Linked DNA regions of Mus musculus: region 1 is linked to region 2. Evidence: chromatin contacts called from public promoter capture Hi-C data. All regions are on one chromosome and are shown on one strand. The core of a region is the stretch at or near the end of the contact, and the rest is flanking DNA. Distances in the headings are between cores, read along the strand shown.

The links. Capture Hi-C pulls out chosen DNA fragments and counts their contacts.
Region 1: a promoter capture Hi-C map of adipose tissue shows a contact between it and region 2. The contact joins two enhancer-like sites. A contact is called at or near these places in 7 of 39 promoter capture datasets (the C10 cell line, cranial neural crest, embryonic stem cells and 3 more), 3 of 115 datasets of contacts at active chromatin or transcription factors (bone marrow-derived macrophages, effector CD8 T cells and large pre-B cells) and 2 of 9 other capture datasets (adipose tissue and liver).

What each region holds. Positions count from the first base shown.
Region 1 is chr12:55,054,410-55,058,523 of GRCm38.p6, reverse strand. It overlaps 2700097O09Rik (RIKEN cDNA 2700097O09 gene), which reads left to right. Exons shown (of 8, transcript NM_028314.2): 5 at 1,172-1,282. Among named protein-coding and RNA genes, the nearest start is that of 2700097O09Rik, 24 kb to the left of the region's middle. Within about 2 kb of position 2,398, at least 7 of the 459 cell types and tissues checked have an H3K27ac peak or open chromatin away from gene starts, as enhancers often do. A contact at or near this core is called in adipose tissue, where this site is marked.
Region 2 is chr12:54,788,622-54,793,088 of GRCm38.p6, reverse strand. The region is part of intron 2 of Snx6 (sorting nexin 6); the gene reads left to right. Among named protein-coding and RNA genes, the nearest start is that of Snx6, 4.8 kb to the left of the region's middle. Within about 2 kb of position 3,123, at least 117 of the 459 cell types and tissues checked have an H3K27ac peak or open chromatin away from gene starts, as enhancers often do. A contact at or near this core is called in adipose tissue, where this site is marked.

The DNA of each region.
Region 1 (4,114 bases), core at 1,149-3,648, 270 kb before region 2:
TTACTCTTTAATGCTTGGCTTAAACTTTCTGTGCATAGATGATGCAGTTTGGTGGCTTTTGTTACTAGTGCTCCTGGTGTTTCGGGGTGGGGTTGGGTTTGAGACTTACCAAATCACAGGCTGGCCTTGAAGGCGCCTCACTCAGCCTTCTGAGAGAGGATTATAAGTGCAGCCGCTTTGCCTACCTTGCCCCATAGCTTTAGTTAAAGAGTATTGCCAATCTTAGTGCCGTAAGGTGAAGGGTAGGAGAGGAAGACACCATTCTCTGGCATGCCCATGAGCACATAGACCTATTTTTCAGATACACATACACACACAGAAAGGGGGGGGGGGAGAACAAAGAGGAAGGGTAAGGAAAGAAAATAAGAGCCATGCAAAAAATGTAATGTCAAATAACTGACGTCACAGTATAGTATCAGTGTTGATAATGTGAATATATTGATTTTTTTCCTACAGTAGATCGCTGAATCTATACTAAATTCCTTAATATTGACATATGCACTTTGAAACATGTTAGAAATAAATATTATAAATATGTGTGCTAAAGCTATAGATTCAACCTTGGTTTTTGCATGTGTTGGTAGGCAGTCATCTGCAGGAGCCAGCCATGGTGGTACATATCTCTAATCTTAGCATCCAGAAGATAAGTCCAGAGCCAATCTGTGCTGCATGAATTCTGTCTCAAACAAACAAACCCTTAAACAGAAGGTTACCTGGCAAAATTAGCTGACTTTTTCTTCCAGGTTATCTTTTGTTACTCTCTGACAGAACCATGGCAGTTTCCAGCAGTTCCCCTTGTTCTTGTTAACTGATTGGGCTGGTTGCCTTCCTTCCAAATGGTGTGTGGCTGTGACTGCATTCCTTACAGATTGACTCCTGGACGTAACTTCCCTCCGCAGAGGTTCTGCAGGCTGACGAGACCCACAAAGCTTGGGAATGGGCTCATTTTCATTGTTCCCACGCTTGCCAAATGCCCAGTTTATCAGGAAACTTTACAAACCAGTCTTTAAAAATATAGCTAATAAGGATTAATAACTTCAATCAAATCCCTGATGGGAGAAGTTCTGAACTCTGTGAGTTTTAGAACAGTTTGGTTTTTACAGCTCAGGCAGACATAAGCCTGTACTTAGGAGCTGACTATTTTGTGACAGGCCGTGTCTTCCCATTTCAGGGTTACCTTTACAGCTCAGCAGTGCAGCTCTGTGGGGTAGAGCTGAATGGACAATTTTGCCAGTTGCAGGAAATGATCATAAAGAAATACCAGTTCGGTGACAGAATAAAGGTACCTTTACCATATTTTTTTATTACTTCTATGACTCTTTCCTAACTGCTTCTGTATTCTCACAGTACGGCTACTGTGTGGGAATGCACTGAGTTGACCGGCTCTCTTACTAGTGAGTGTTTCCTCTGTTTTCTTCCTGTCAGACGGTTTGGGTAACGGAACTGTAAATAACTCTCCAAGGCTGGCTGCCAGTGTATTTTATTAAACTGGAAATTGAAGGGCTTGCACCCCTCATGGTTGCTTATCTTGTCAACTAGGAGCTGTTGTAAATGTCACAGGATAGTGGTCATTAGGGAAAGATGCTTCTCTTAGGCTAGAACAGGGTTCCCCTTTCTTCTGTAAAAAAAAGTAACAAGATAAAAGATTTGGGGTTTTGGTTTTTTGGAGGGTTCTGTTTTCTAATGCAGTGATCCTTGAAATTGCACTAAGATCCTTCTATGTTCCTCATGGCAATGCAGAAAATATTAGCAATCTCTGATGTTAAGGACAGCATAACATTGGAAAAACTCAGTGAGTTAAAGGTCAGGGGGCTGGAGAGATGCTCAGCAGCAGGTAAGAGGGTCTGCTGCTCTCACAGCTGGCCCAGGTAGGGCTCCCAGAGCCCACATCCAGTGTTCACAGTGCTTGTAAGATCAGCTGCTCCTGAGCTGATCCAGCATGCTCTTCTGGTCCCCACAGGCACCTGCACATGGTGTGCAGACAAACAAGCAGGCACACGGACATGGAAATGTTTTAAAAGTTGAAGGATGAAAACTTCATCTTTCTGATAAAGGTTATTTTATATTCCCACAGTGTTTCTTTTCCCCACCCTCATTTTAGAAATGTAGAGATAAGCCAGGCAGTGGTGGCACATGCCTTTAATCCCAGCACTTGGGAGGCAGAGGCAGGCGGATTTCTGAGTTCAAGGCCAGCCTGGTCTATAGAGTGGGTTCCAGAACCCAGGGCTACACAGAGAAATCCTGTCTCAAAAAAAAAAAAAAAAAAAAAAAAAAAAGTAGAGATAAGTGATCAGCATAAATACATTATCTGGTAATAAGTTTATGGGGTCGGGGTAAGGCTGGTGGTAGGATACTTTTCTGCCATGCCCAACATACTGGATTCAGGCCCTAGAACTACAAACAAAATTCATGGGTTTTCTTTTCTTTAGCCTAGCTGGCATGGAACTCACTGTGTGCACCAGACTGGCCTCAAACTGCTCTTATGTAATAATCACATACTTAATAGGAATTTCTATTAAGTTGAAGATTGAGATTTAAAAATTAAGAACTCATTGGGAGCGGGAGAGATAGCTCAGCAGTTAAGAGCATTGCAAAGGACTCAGGTTCAATTCCCAGCACACACACAGCAACAACTAACTGTCTATGACTCCAACTCAGAAGCAGAGGCAAGTGGATGTCTGTGAGTTCAAGGCCAACCTGGACTACAGAACAAGTTCTAGGACAACCAGGGTTATACAGAGAAACTGTCTCAAAAAACAAAAACAAAAATTAAGACCTCTGAAGAATCATACTTAATAAAGAATAATAATAAAGTGCTTGCTTCTGTTTTTTAATATGATAAAGATGTATAAAATGTTTATTTATATTTTTATGAATTCTTTTATTACTTTTCAAAATAAATTATTTCAGTACACACCCATGTAATTTTTTTCTGACATGTAACTTCATGGCTACCTTCAGTAACTTTTTGGTGAGAAACTTGGTTTGTTTGTTTGTTTTTTTTTTCTCCAGTGTGGCCTCAAGCTCAGGGCCTTTTTATACCACCCTATGGCTACACCCCCTCCCCCGAAGTTGTAGATAAATACTGGATTGAAGGCTCTTAAAATCAACAAACACGGTTTCTGTAGTTATTTTAAATAGTATATGTTGAAACCTATCTTCCCTTTCAGGCGAATTCTTTGCATTTGTTTGTTTGTTTGTTTGTTTGTTTTTTCAATTTCGTGTGTGTGTGTGTGTGTGTGTGTGTGTGTGTGTTGCCTGTGTGTTTGCTCTGCTGTCCTGTCTCCCAGCCTCCCTCCCATCCCTCTCCTCCAGGCTGGCACTGGGCTTTCCCTCTTCCTATCCTTGCTCTCTGCTCACTCCTCTGATAGCACTGGGGAGTTAGGACAGTTGTTTTGGAGTGTTTGTCACATTACTCCAGTGTCACACATTTGAGCACAGATACTGTATCTCTTTTAACCTGGTTTGTCTCCCTCTACAGTATCTTGCATAGAAAAGAGGTACCCCTACATTTTGCTTGAGTGTGATTGTTTTATGACTTCTGTACTGCCATCAGTCCAGAGGCCGCCCTGGAACCCTGAGAGATTTGTGTTGGCTGCCTTGATTAACTGAGCCTTCAGATTCTTCTTTCCCCAGTCTGTGTAGTAGAAATACAGGAAGAAAAATATGAAGACAGATGGGAAAGAAAAAAGAAGAATGAAGATAAAACTACTGACTAGTTCACATATCTGTTGCATAGCTAGGCTGCATGTTTATAATGTCTGCAATTATTAACTGGGTTGTTAGTGACAAGAGCCGGACTTAGCCTCTGAGCTGTCTCTCTGGCCCAGCTGTCTTTCTTTTTATTGATGATTGTGTCAAAACTGTCTTTAAAGGTTCTAGGCCAAGTGAATTTCTTTTAAGTGTAGAATGTTTATTATTTAAAAGAAAGAATGTTTCTTAAAACCAGACCATATAACACCTTGCATATTACATATTTGTAATGCTTGAGTATTTATTTGAAAATAACTCATAAACATTTTTTCTGTTTCAAAGTAAAATCTATTTTTTTACTCCTGATCAAATAAGTGTATTTTCTTGCTATTGTCCCTGTGGTCTTCGAAGCCTTAATTAT
Region 2 (4,467 bases), core at 1,874-4,373:
TTGATTCTGGAAATAAAATAGGAGAAACTAGCAGTTAATTGATGAAACGAGATTAGTTTTAGTTTCAGTTAAACTGATTGTTCTAAAAGCATGTAGTCTTCCTTGTTTTAGATAAAAAACTGTCTTTTGCCGGGCGCACGCCTTTAATCCCAGCACTCGGGAGGCAGAGGCAGGTGGATTTCTGAGTTCGAGGCTAGCCTGGTCTACAAAGTGAGTTCCAGGACAGCCAGGGCTATACAGAGAAACCCTGTCTCGAAAAACCAAAAAAAAAAAAAAAAAAAAAACCTGTGTTTTGTAGTCTACCATAAAAAGCAAATAGGAATTGTTTGAGTGTTAATTTTTGTTTGGTTGGTTGATTTTGGTTTTTCAAAACAGGGTTTCTCTCTGTGGCCCCAGCTATCCTAGAACTCGCTCTGTAGACTAGGTTGGACTCAAACTCAAGAGATCCACCTGCCTCTGCCTCCTAATCTATGCTGGATTAAAGACATGCACCACCACAGCCAGGCTAAAGTGTTAATTTTTAAAGATTTATTTAGTTTATGTATGTGAGTACACTGTAGCTGCTCAGACACACCAGACGAGGGCATTGGATCCTGTTACAGATGGTTGTGAGCCACCATGTGGTTGCTGGGAATTGAACTCAGGACCTTTGGAAGAACAGTTGGTGCTCTCAATCACTGAGCCATCTCTCCAGCCCCAATATTTTTTTTACATTAATTATATGAAAGGTGGAATGTTTTCTAATGCATAACCTGTGTTGGTGGCTTTTTACCTTTGTAAAATTTGTGTATGGAACTGAAAGTACGTCAGTGATGCATCGGAGAACTTTTCACACGTCACAAAATTAGAGAGAGAAAAAGCAAGGGGCATAGGTACCCAGGAGTAATTGTGGAATGTTGTCAAGGAAAAAATTATTCATGTTTAGTAGAGCAAATGTCAATTTATTAAGGAAAAGTGAGAGTGGAAGGGGTTCCGAGGAGGCATACTCTAAAAACAAACACAAACACAGCATAGGCTGGAGCTGTAGCCCAGCGGTGCAGCTTGCCGGCAGGGTTCTGTGCTGGGTTTGAACTCCCATGAGTTAGAAATTGTGCACTGCAGGCGTGGTTCCCCCACGCTGATGGCCTGAGTTCCGTCCTGGGATGCAGATGATGGAGAGAAAACCAGATCTCACAGATTGCCCCTCACTGACCTCCACACGCTTTCTGTGGTACTGACCTCCACACGCTTTCTGTGGTACTGACCTCCACGCGCACTCTGTGGTTTGCCTCAGCCCTCATGTGGAAGAAAAGTAAAATGTTCAAAAAACAGAAAGAGAAGACAGCCTGAATCTCTAAAAAGAAATGTTTTAGGCTGTTAGGACGTAGTGGTGGCTGTGTGCCCTGTCCAGTTCTTCCTTGCTGTGCTGCTGTGGAACTGGCGAGTCAGCAGTTATGGTTGGACCGTGTGCTAAGTAAGCACTGTCAATATCTGAAGCCTAGTTTTTCTCTCTTTTTACATTTATTTGTGGAGAGTGTGTGTGTGGCGGGGCCGCAAGGAGTGTGAGTGTAGGAACCAATCACAGGTCCCCTGGGAAAGCAGCAGCCATGCACAGCCATGCAGCCAACCCTCCAGCCCATGTACAGAGGTTAGAAGGCAACCTTCAGGAGTCAGTTCTATGCTGGACAGTGGGTCCCTGGGCTTGAACTCAGCTCAGCACACAGGTTCACTTACTGAGTGCTCGTGCTCTCTCTCTCTCTCTCTCTCTCACACACTCTCTCTCTCTCTCTCACGCTCTCGCTCTCTCGCTCCCCCTACCCCCACCCCAGCTCTAACAACCCTTGAAGTTTCTTGTTCACTGAAGTTTGATTACGGTTGCACATTTAGTTTGCTCTTTCCTCATTTTTGGAATAGAAGTGTCTGGCCTGTTTAAATTTGTCTGGCCTGTTAGAAGTAGATCCCAGCAGTCAGATTTTAAGGCACTGCAGTTTTTCTTTAGAGTTCAGATCAGTAGTTTTCAACCAGTAGGTCATGACTCCTTTGTGGGGAAATATAAGGACCCTTTCACAGGGGTCACCTAAGACCATCAGAAAACACAGATATTTACATTACGATTCATAACACTAGCAAAGTTACAGTTATGAAGTAGCAACAAAAATAACTTTATGGTTGAGGTCAGCACAACGTGAAGAGCTGTGTTAAAGGGTCGCAGTGTTGGGAAGGTTGAGAACCACTGCTTTAGATCATTTTGCTCAGCTATAGAAAAGGGGCTCTCTCCCCCCCTCACCCCCTTCACATTGTATTTGTTTGTTTATTTCGTTTAGGGGATGCACAAGTAAGGTCAAAGGACCACTAGTGGATGTTGGTTCTCTCCTACCAGGTGGGAACTCATGTTCTCAGACTCCTTCACCCACTGAACCGCTGCGCCAGCCTTTCTCCCCCTCCCACGTCTCTGCTTTGTTCTTCAGATAGATCTCTCTATGTACCCCCAAACCCTGTTTTTCCTGCCTCCCTCTCCCAAGTACTGGGACTGCCTGTGTGTACCGTCATATCCAGCTTTTGAAAAGGACTCTGAGAGGAAAGTATAAAATGAGTGTTTGATCTAGGTAGCAAAAAGGAACATTAAAGATTCAGAAATAACACCGGCATGTAGAATAATGAGTAGGTAAAAGTAAAGCCAGTATTTTAAAGGAAATCTTTTAAAGCAGATGTAGGGTTTCATCATGGTATTTTTATCAGGACAGACTCAGGACAAAAAGAAAATGTTTTATGGTGACTAAAAAGAAGGCTTAAAATAGTGTATTTGGCAACATATACCAGTAATTGTGCTCTTGAAAGAACTGAGGCAGAGGGATTTCCAGGCTAAGGGTATGAGACCCCATCTCATACTCTTAGTCTAGTGTGCTCCCCTCTCCCCAAAAGTTAAAAAACCAAACCAAACCTCACAGCATCACAGCTATAGGCCAGCCTTGATTTCTTCAGCTTCATCTCTTCAGGAGCCACACACAGAAATGAAGGAAAGTAACGAATCATTTAATAAACAAATGCGTCCTTTGAATGGGACCGTCACTGTGTTTTGATGTGCAGTGCATGTCAGAGTGATGACCTAATTGCCTTAGCATGTGCTTTCAATTATAAATGGCATGCTGTTTTAAAAGCAGCTGTGGTGGGCGGGTCTGCTGCTGCTGCTGCGTCTTCTGGACTCCCCTCTTACTCCAGCTGTGCAAAAAAATGCTCAGTCAGCTCACACAGGGATCCTCAGGTCACAACAGTCTCGGAGGCCAGCTTAAGTTCACTTCGGAAATATTTGCTGTATCTTTTAAAAACTTGTAAGACTTTTATTTATTCTTAATCGGAAGTGTGGGGGTCAGAGGACAGTTTGATGAAGTTGCTTCTCTGTACCTTTGCATAGGTTCAGGGATCTCATCAGGCTGTCTTTGTGTGTGGTGGTCTGGTTTGCTTTCTGTTGTGACACAGCCCTGATTAGAGCCTCCCTGGAAGGAGGGGCTTCATGGCTCTCAAGTGATATAATCCACCAGCGAGGGAAGTCAGGGCAGGAGCTCACAGCAGGAGCTGAGGCGGGGCTGTGGAGGAGTGCTGCTCACTGGCCTGAGTAGGGTGGCACCGCCTACTGGGGGCTAGTCTGATAAAGTCAGCTCCTCAGTTAAGTTTGCTCTTTTGCAGACTCCTAGTCTGTGTTGACAAAACCCAGCCCAAGTGGCAAGTGCATCTCATTGGCCCTCACATCTCTCTCTCCTGCAGCCTTGGTATTTCTCTAGGTGTAGCAGAGCTCACTGCTGCTCTTCCATCCTTCTGGCTGCCATTCCCCCTCATTGCTTTCTCACCAAACCACTTCACTTTCCAAAAGGATCTTATGCTCTTATTTATCACTGTTGACAACCCTTTGTGGTGGGCTGGCCCATACCTCTCCCATCCCACACAAACTGTCTTTCTGTCTTTGAAGCGCCTCTGCACTTGGTCTATTTGGTATATGCAATTCGGTGCTGTAAGGGGCTCCTCACACGTTTACTTTGACTGGAAATTCTTTTAAAACCTGGAACAAAGATTTGCATTATTTGTGTGCCTGTACAGTATTTATTCACACATCTATACAGATTCAGAAAGATTGAAGAACTGCTCATGATCATATATAGCTAGTAGGAGCTGTAGTAGACACACTATTGAGTTCTAGCTTCTGGACTCCTAACCTTTTTGTTGCCACCATGAATTCAGCTCTCCGTCCTTCTTTAAATAAAAATAACTTTGTTTTTGAGACAGGGTCTCACTATATAGCCCAGGCTGCTTCTAACTCAAGAGATTAGCTTGCTTCTGTCTTTGGAGTGCTGGGATTAAAGGCATGTCCACCATGGTCAGCTTAGTGGGTTTGTTTTTGTTTGTTTGTTTTGGTTTTTTGAGACAGAGTTTCTTTGTATAGCCCTGGCTGTCCTGAAACTCACTTTGTTGACCAGGCTGGCCTCAAATTCAGAA